Linked DNA regions of Gossypium hirsutum: region 1 is linked to region 2. Evidence: chromatin contacts called from public Hi-C data. All regions are on one chromosome and are shown on one strand. The core of a region is the stretch at or near the end of the contact, and the rest is flanking DNA. Distances in the headings are between cores, read along the strand shown. Region 1 holds the start of LOC107899345 (60S ribosomal protein L26-1). Region 2 holds the start of LOC107893145 (ruvB-like 2).

The links. Hi-C and Micro-C count contacts between places; a contact is called where the count stands out from the background.
Region 1: a Hi-C map of leaf shows a contact between it and region 2, with 1.9 times the contacts expected there. The contact joins the promoter of LOC107899345 here to the promoter of LOC107893145 in region 2. A contact is called at or near these places in 2 of 34 Hi-C or Micro-C datasets (both in leaf).

The regions. Positions count from the first base shown.
Region 1 is chrA11:62,406,270-62,410,873 of Gossypium_hirsutum_v2.1, reverse strand. It overlaps LOC107899345 (60S ribosomal protein L26-1), which reads right to left and starts at 1,384. Exons shown (of 1, transcript XM_016825033.2): 1 at 677-1,384. The coding sequence starts at 1,291. The coding sequence ends at 851. It also overlaps the pseudogene LOC107899339.
Region 2 is chrA11:61,612,135-61,616,682 of Gossypium_hirsutum_v2.1, reverse strand. LOC107893145 (ruvB-like 2) reads right to left here and starts at 2,587. Exons shown (of 2, transcript XM_041081829.1): 1 at 1,764-2,587; 2 at 112-971. The coding sequence starts at 2,512. The coding sequence ends at 323. It overlaps LOC107957876, which reads right to left and starts at 4,059. Exons shown (of 4, transcript XM_016893490.2): 1 at 3,708-4,059; 2 at 3,378-3,641; 3 at 3,200-3,295; 4 at 2,553-2,918. The coding sequence starts at 3,846. The coding sequence ends at 2,851.

The DNA of each region.
Region 1 (4,604 bases), core at 135-2,634, 800 kb before region 2:
GTGTATGGATGATTGATACTTTCGGCTTTCAATGATTCAGATATTGGAAGTTTTGATCCGATTTGAGCCATTTTGACATTGGCACATTTATGCCTCCTTGTATTGAGTATTTCTTTGATTTGGTAAATGCTTTATAGCTGTCTTGATTTGCTACCTTTGAATGATCTACAAACGCTTATTTGTTCCAGTTGCCTTCAAAGTTCCTCCATACACAGTCCCCTAAAGCTTACCGGCTACTACCTCGACCAAAAGAAATGGTGGATTTCGAGTTTCAAGCTCGGCTTTTCTCCAAGTGGTATCATCCCAATCCCATGGACAAATGGATTATCAATGAACACCCAATCTAATGTCGTTTTGGATGCAAATGAACTCTTTGAATCCCTATCCCAATGGACTGTCAATGCTTTTCAAGAGAAACAGCTCAACTCTGCATATCCATATCACAAGCCATTGAATGGATGGTAGGTAGTGATGTAGCATTTCAAAGAAACCACTCAATTTGGTGTAGTTGTTGAATAAAATGATTGACAATACAAAAGCATTATGAAGACCAAAAATAGAATCTTTATAGCATTAGTTTCAGACAATGCTTAAACGTAGCAGATTCTTTGCACAGCCATTTCCATGTATTTAACATTATAAGTTCCATGCCTACGAATTTGATCATGCAACCAAATAAAATGAAAACAAAAATTGCAATATATAATAGCATTATCAAAGTCTACAAAATCCCAGATTCCTCATCCAATAACATGAAGATAAATACTATGAAAAATGATGTCCAATAGTTGCAAACTCCGTAAATTGTAACATAACAAAGGATATCATAGCAATGAAAAACAAGACAACCTTAATCAACACTCTGCATGATATCCTCGGCAGAGAACTTAGTACCCTTATCCTTATCAGCAGCAGCCCGTCCCTTAGCCTTACGGTCCAACAACGACTTCCGGTCCTTGTCCAGCCTCAGCTTGGTAATGACAACCTTGGATGGGTTAATCCCAACGTTGACGGTCGACCCGTTAACTTTCTCCCGGGTGATGCGCTCGATGTGGATCACCCATTTGCGACGGTAGACTTGAACAACTTTCCCTTCCCGGCCTTTGTAAGTCCCACGAACCACTTGGACCTCGTCGTCCTTGCGCACTGGCATGGACCGGACGTTGTACTTGGACCTCAAATCGGATGAGAGTGGGGCGCTCATCAACACACGGCGGACCGACGAGGGTGCCGTGAAATGGGCCTTGCGGCTCTTGCGACGAGAGGAGGAGACTCGTGGGTTGTACTTCATTTTTGCTGTGGGGAAAGGGGTTTGAATCCTCTTCGACTCGGCGACGGCCAACCTAGAGTTTGAGTAGTAGGGTATTGAGAGAATATATGGCGGTAACTAGGGTAAATTTAGGATTTGTTGGGCTTTAGGACTATTTTTCTGGGCCTTTTTGTGGGTTGTGGCCTAACTTGGATTTGGATTTTCCTTTTCCCTCTCCTATCTGATTAAGATTTTTTAAACCTAATATCGGTTTTGATATTTAATATATTTATGGTTTTTTTTAATTTTATTAATTCATTCAAAGCTATTAGATATTTATTTTTGAATATATTAAAAAAAACTAATAATTTATTAGCTTAGGTGCTATTTGATAGATGTTGGAAATTTTTTAATATATTATTTAAAATTAAATGTAATCTATCAACAAACATTTTGTGTAGTGATAATTGATAAGATATATTGCATTTTCAAACGGGGAATGTAAGTTTAAACCTTATAGACAATATTGTTAGAGGAGACAATATTAAATCTCGAGCAGAAATAATAAAAAGAATGTAAAATATACAAAATATAATAATATATAATTAATTATACATAAGAAATATTTAAAATAAAATATATTATCAAATAAAACGCATTATAAATCTAAAATAAATATTATATTGAGAGTAATTGATGGTTTATGTTTCAATGAAAGTTTTTTCTTTTTTCTTTTTGGATAAATGAGAATGAAAAAGTAGATGTTAAGTAAACTTAAAGATTTTAAACGATAATATAGTCTTGAAATAGTAAAAGAATAAAATAGATATAATTAAATGCATTCTTATTTTTAATATTTTAAATTAAAAAATACTATGTAATTTTTATTATAGATGATCTAATATGACAAATGTATTGACCTTTGAGTTGAAATAAGTTTAAAACTAGCATTAATTTAAAGCTTAGATTTGTACAATCCTTTCCTGCTCTTTCCAAAACTAGCCAAAAAAAAAAAATCATCCTAAAATATGTGTTATTTTGTTATTATCTTTTTTATACTAGCTATGAAATGAGAAAATAGAGGTATACCAAATATAGGTATGTGGTTGACAAAGGTTCTAGTTAATTTTGGAATTTCTTGAACTACTTCATAACGTACCAACCTTTGTAACCCTTCAAAGTGGATATGATCAATTTTCTCGTGCCATAGTTCCAAGTTAGACACAACATCACTATCACACATGATAGATTGAATCGCCCTATAGTAATTATCAAAGGTGTGGGCTCATTCCATAATCTTCTCATCAGATTTGGTGGTTATAATACATTTGTCTTTTGTAAAGTTGACAAGCATACCTTGGTCACATAGTTGACTTATATTGACCAAGTTGGCTTTAAGATTATTAACCAGCTACAGATTCTTTAATTGAGGCATCCCAAGGACATTTAAGGTTCCTTTTCCCAGTATATGAATTTTCTTCCCATCTCCAAATGTCACCTTCCCAGCAAGACAATTCACAAAGTTAGACAAGTATAATTGATATCATCATATGTATAAAGCAACCACTATCAAAATACCAAACTCCATTAATGGTAGACTTTTGTGAACAATATGCAACATGCATATATCTAGTCTCCTTTTTTACCTACATTCGTTTATATTTCTTCACAATTGATGTGCAATCGAAGTGGGCTTTTCCTTAAGCACTGTGCGTCTCCACCTTGGATCATGCAGTATCTTGAAACACCAATGCTTGATATGTTTAAGGGCCCCATAGTAATAACAAACCACTTTTGTGACAAATGAATACCTTTTTGTTATTCTTGATCAGCATGAGCTTTGAACATTCAACCAAAATCACCAAAACACAAACCTTCATAAAGGCAGTAGGATTCTGGACCATAGCCTTTCCTTCCTTGACATCCGTAGACCTCCCTTGCTTGGATTTCTCCTTGTTGCTACAAGGATTTCTTCAAGTTTGTTACTATTGGTGATAAATTTCTTGAGCATGAGTTTAACTTTAGTAAGCTCCTTTGTAAGAAGTAATTCTTTTGTTTCAACATGTTTAACCAATTTAGGGTTTTCATCCTTTAAATGCTTATTTTCTATAATAGTAGAGTATTGATGTTGTAAACTTTCCTCCACTTGCCCAACATCTCATTGTAGGTTTTCAGGAATTCCTCATCAGAACTAATATCTGAATCTCCATTTGAATCTTCTTCATCTTCTTTGACAGCATTAGTAGCAAAAGCAACATAATTACTGTGATGATCATCTTTTGAATTTAAGTTGCTAGATGAATCTTCATCACTCTAGGTTACACAAAGTGACATCTTCTTCATTTTAAGATTGTTGGCACACTTAGATTGAATATGACTATACCCCTAACATTCATGGCATTGGACACCTTCCTCCTTATCTTTCTTATGTTCCTTTTCAATGATAACTCTCTTTGATTTGTTTCTAGGGAAATGATACGGATTCGTGCGGATGAACTCGAAAGTGGATTGTAAAGTTTGTCTAAGTCATAAATTTGACTTAGGGTTCTTGACATTAAAAAAAAAACTTGGATTCTAACATAATCGAAACACAAACGAATCCAAGTCAGATAAAAATAAAGAGAACAATTAAAGATAAATAACTAAAATGAATAAAATAGAATAATGAAATCAAAGATTAGAATAATAAAGAAGAAAATAAAGTTAATAGATGAAAAAATAGAACGTGATATCTAGAAGTCCTAAGAAGCCTTGGAAACATAAAAAATCCACAACCCTCTTTAAACGGCTCTAATTTTCCTTCCAAGATAGAAACTTTGGCAAGAAAAAGTTTGAAGATGATCCCCACAATATAAAAAGATTTTTAAACTCTTCTAAAAGAAACTCAAGAACAATTCTTGAAAAGAAAAACTCAAAGAGAATTTGAATAATAATCAATTGTGTGAATTGTGTACAATGCAAAGGCCTATAAATAAATATAAATAAAACTCTTATATTAGAACACTAATTAATCTAAACAAAAAATAGTTTTAAACTAAACTCTCTTGTTGGCATAAAACTCTTAAATAACTTAAACTACTTAGTAATTATTAAAAATTTGAAATAATTAAATAATAAGAGCTAATAAATACAATATTGAGCTTATATATAATCAAAATTAAGGCCAAAACCCGAACCCAATATGATTTAAACTTGAATTAAAATCTTGAAATTCGTAATTCTCATCATAATCCTGTTCAAAAAATTTTCTCGTCCAATCTTCACTAAAACAGTTATAACTTGATCTCATAAACTCAAAAATGAGTGATTCAAAGTATATTTTGAAGCTAAGAGATAAATCTTCGAACGTCATTGT
Region 2 (4,548 bases), core at 1,338-3,837:
ACCCATAACTTGACATGCTTTTCAAGCACGTGGATTAGATGATAAATATCCGGCAAGCTTTCTCTACCACAGGCAATGATATTAATCTTTGAAGGACCAATGGATGATCTGTTGAAAACAGAACTTCAGCTTTGTCATCATTCTAAAATTCATCAGTACTTCAATTTCAAGTTTGTTTTGGCACGTAAATCCACGGGATTAAGACTCAGTATCGCATACAAATCACAAAACGAATTCACTGTTACACAGTGAATTTGCCAAATAATAGTTGCAGTAACGCCATGGGATAACGAAAAGTCTCCAACCAGACCGGAAGGAGCTATCAATCGTGCATGGCATCGGCATCCCCACCATCAAGGATTGATGCTTCATTGAACATGTATTCTTTTTGGTACTCCATCAAGTACTGCGTTGATCTCCTTACATCCAGAAATAGACTGTAAACACGAGTGATGTCCTGCACTTCCACAACCATCCCCTTCCGCTTCTGGCAATTCAGTGCAGAAGCTGTGATCAGATGGATAGCATATCTCAAGGAGGTCTCATGCCCAATTTTGGTCAACAGTTGTTTTGCATCTTCAGACATCTCTACATCTTCCTCTTGGCACCTGATGTCTAGAATCTTACGAATTTCATCCTCGGAATAAGGTTGAGTAGTGATGATTAGTAGTCTATCAAGAAGATCAATTGGAATTCCATGAGGGGATTTGTAATTTGTGCCACGGATTGAAGTTATGCCTCTGTTTGTAGCAACTACTAATATAGGGGCCATCTCATTCTCAAGAGCACGGTTCAGGAAAGAAAAGCACTCGATGTCAAGCATGTGCACCTCATCGATAAAGAGAACACCAGGCACGATTTCAGCCTTCCCTTCCTCCCTCCACTCTGCCACCTTCGTGTCAATTTGTTCTCTCACCTCAGCACGGATTTCACCAGTATCCCCAGTGAAAAGAGCAAGAAATCCCTGTGTTCTGAGCTCAAACATAATGAAACATGAGATGATGACTAAAAATAGATTATTTTCTACTGTGAAACAACGTAAAACTTCTCTAAGTCTATTATCCTATAAGGCAGACTAGCAAAGATACTGCCTATAGAAAAGTTGCACCGGATATGCATACATTGAACTCACAGTAATGTTTTCTAGGGATAAATTTTATGCTAGAGAGATAAATTTCAACAAGTTATGATGTTCATACCAGCCATATACCATGCACAAATTCTTCCCTAATAATCACAAACCAATGGTATCATCACATTTGATTGAACAACATGACAAAAGATATGTAGAGATGGTATAAAGGAACGCTACACATGTTGATCCCTAAGACATACACGTTGGAAGAAGCTACCCGCAACCATAGCAAAGAATGATCTACTTATAAGCTAATTGAGTTTAACCTTCTTCATCCCTACTCAGAGCTCTTAACATGCAGCATCCAAATTCTGAATAGAATCATCACTAGATAGCTTGAAACATGTAAATCAAATTCACCTAATTGGTTAATTCTTCCAAAATGTTACAGGTTTCTCCACCCAGGCATAGTTTTTGTTAATCTATTTATGTTTTACTTCAGAAGCAAAACAGCTGATAACAGCTCTACGCTAATTTCAGAACAATAACAGATAAACAATGGAAGAACCACTTTGCATTCTAGTTACAGAAAAAGTTAAAAAGACTCGAGAAATCATATTAAACACGGCAACAAAGCTGCAAATCTGGAAAAGGGTACATTTTTTGCCAAAGATAAGCTCGAATTTACCTGCTGTTAATGACATCAATCTCATGAAGCGTAACACAATGGACGACTTCTTTTCTTTTCTGCAGCTCTCCGTCTGGACATTGCACGAACTTTGTTTGCGGGCCCATAGCATCGTAATCCCTCGACCTTGAAAATGACCTTCCAAGCTTCGTTATTTTCCCTGAAGCTTTATCAATAGCTATCACATCTCCACTCTGCACTTTCTCTTTCCCTAATGCCTCGATCATCTTCGCCCCTAAATCGTAAACGGTCTCCATGTCCGTCGTTTTAAGCGTTAATTTTCCAGTTTTTGAAGCCGCCCCAGAAACTGCCGGCCGGTCAATCTGGATTTCAACGACTTCGCCTTCGATTATTTCAGTTTCTTCCTTGATTCTTACTCCGATGGACTTTCGAAACGCTTGCATTAAAGCTTCGGTTTTCGACATCTCAAGGGAGAAGATTTCGCTGCCAGAGAGCATAGAGAAAGGGGTTTCAAGGCCAAGGGATTTCGCCATGCCCATGGCGATGGCGGTTTTGCCGGTTCCAGGTTGGCCCGCTAATAAGATAGCACGGCCAGCAATTTTACCGTCTTTGATCATTTGGAGGATGACACCGGCAGCTTTACGAGCTTGTGCTTGGCCCACCATCCCTTCCGAGACGTCACGGGGCTCCAGAGAGGAGTCGAGGCCTAGGCCCCGTATGTGGGAATGAGCCCCAATGCGTTCGATTCGGGTCAGGTCTCGGCTCTCGGAGAGTTTCAGCTCCGCCATTGGATGATTGAGGGAGGGAAAGGCAAGGTTTTGGGTTTTGTGAGAAACTGAATTGAAATGGAAGAGAATGATGATGTAAGCTATTGATAATGCCTGTGTTCTGAACGCTTGTTTTCAGTTTTGGGTCTAGGGTAAAGTTCTAATTTTTGAATTTTTTTAGAGAGTGATGAAGAAAGCTATTAATAAAACTTGTGTTCTGAAGGCTTGTTTTCAGTTTTGGGTCTAGGGTAAAGTTCTAATTTTTGGATTTTTTAGAGTTTGGGCCTTCGGCTCCATTTGCTCCTTGAGCCCAACATTAGCTATGCAAATCGTGAACAGTTCAGTCCCCATGACATTGCTTAGTAATGATCTGCTAGAGCATTTTGGTCGAGGAGTCTTGTTTCTATCAGCTCTTTTCCCCATTTTACTAATAAAGCAAAGCAAAGATAATACATTAGGCTCCAAAATGAATCTATTGCATTTGCAGGCATGGTTGTTTTCTAGATTCTTGACCAATGAATCTATATTTCATTGGTATTTTCAAGTTCATGAATCTATTATTCTTCAACTACATCGGAGTTCTAACTGGTGGAACTACCCGAGTCTTCACAACAAGAACCCATGTTAAAGGACTTAAATTATTAAGCTTGATGGCAATTCTCTTTGACTAGATTACTTGGTGCTCTTTGTCTTGACCAGAATGCTCACCTTCAGTGGATTTCAGCCCCTCCTTAGCCAACCTTTTAGCTATCATCCTCTGTTTCAGCTTCTTCTTGGTACTACAATCACCTTCCTGCTGATCGCCTAAACAAACACCCCAAATCAATGAATTTATTTTAGTCTCCCATCTGGTTAAAGAAGAAGAAAGACCAAGTTAAAAACTTACCAGGTTTGTCACTTGAAGCAACTTGTTCCTGTCGAGCATTTTCTCGAACACCTTCAGGCTCACATTGCAATGAACCCACTCCATCTTTTTTAGATGACGGTAACAAAGGCCCAATTATCTTCCCACGACAAAAAGCATCTTCTTTGAGCTTTTTCTTTCGAAGTCTTTTCCTTTGAGCTCTACTCAGCTTCTGAGTCTCAGATTGACTTCCGTCATCTTCGTCGGCAGTCTTTGGGGAACTACACTTGTCCTCCTCAGAATCATCTGCCACCCAAATTTGATTACATTTTCTAATCTAAATTATTTGATGTTAAATAATTTTTTAATCACCTGGGAAGTCGACAGCCCTCTGTGATGTGATCAGCTGTTTCTTTTCCTCTTCCTCCTCAGATTCCGGTGGAGATGGCGGTGGATAGAGTGTTCTAAGAACAGCCTCATGGAATCTTTTTCGTTTCTCTTCACGTCTCATTAAAGACCACTCGTTCGCAGTATCCGGTGTGTGTTAAAACTTGGACAATTGGTGAATATTCTCTTCAAGTCTCGTTGAAGACCACTACTTTTGCAGTATTGTGGGATTATTTTAGAAATATTTTCGTAGCAGGATTAATTAACAAATTTCAATCGAGGAGATTATGGAGTCAGGGAGTGCATACCATTTGATAATAAATAATTAATACATAATTTTTTTTCTTTTCAGTTAGAACGAGTAATACGACTTGAATTTATATCAAACGAATATTAAATATGTGTTTTAAACTATTTTAGGTTGTATTTAGTTATACTTAAAAAATATTTTCGAAAGAAAAGTTATGCGAAAGAAGTAACTTTTAATTGAAATAAGTAGTTTTTCAAAATTACTTTTACTCTAAATCTAAAATTTTTAGCTTTTTTTAATCAAAATCACCTCTGAAAGCATTATTATTTTTTTCCCTCTATTTTCTTTCAACCACTTTTCATTCACTTTAAATTACAAATGTTAATATAAAATTTTTAATATTTATATTTAGTATATAAATATTACCTCTTTTTTAAACTTTAATCTAAATACATATAATATTTTAATTTATTAGGTTTATATTTTCTATGTTATGTTAATATCCAATATGGGTTATATTTTAAATTACATTTTAAAATAATATCATTAACTAAAAAAACATTTCTTACAATAACA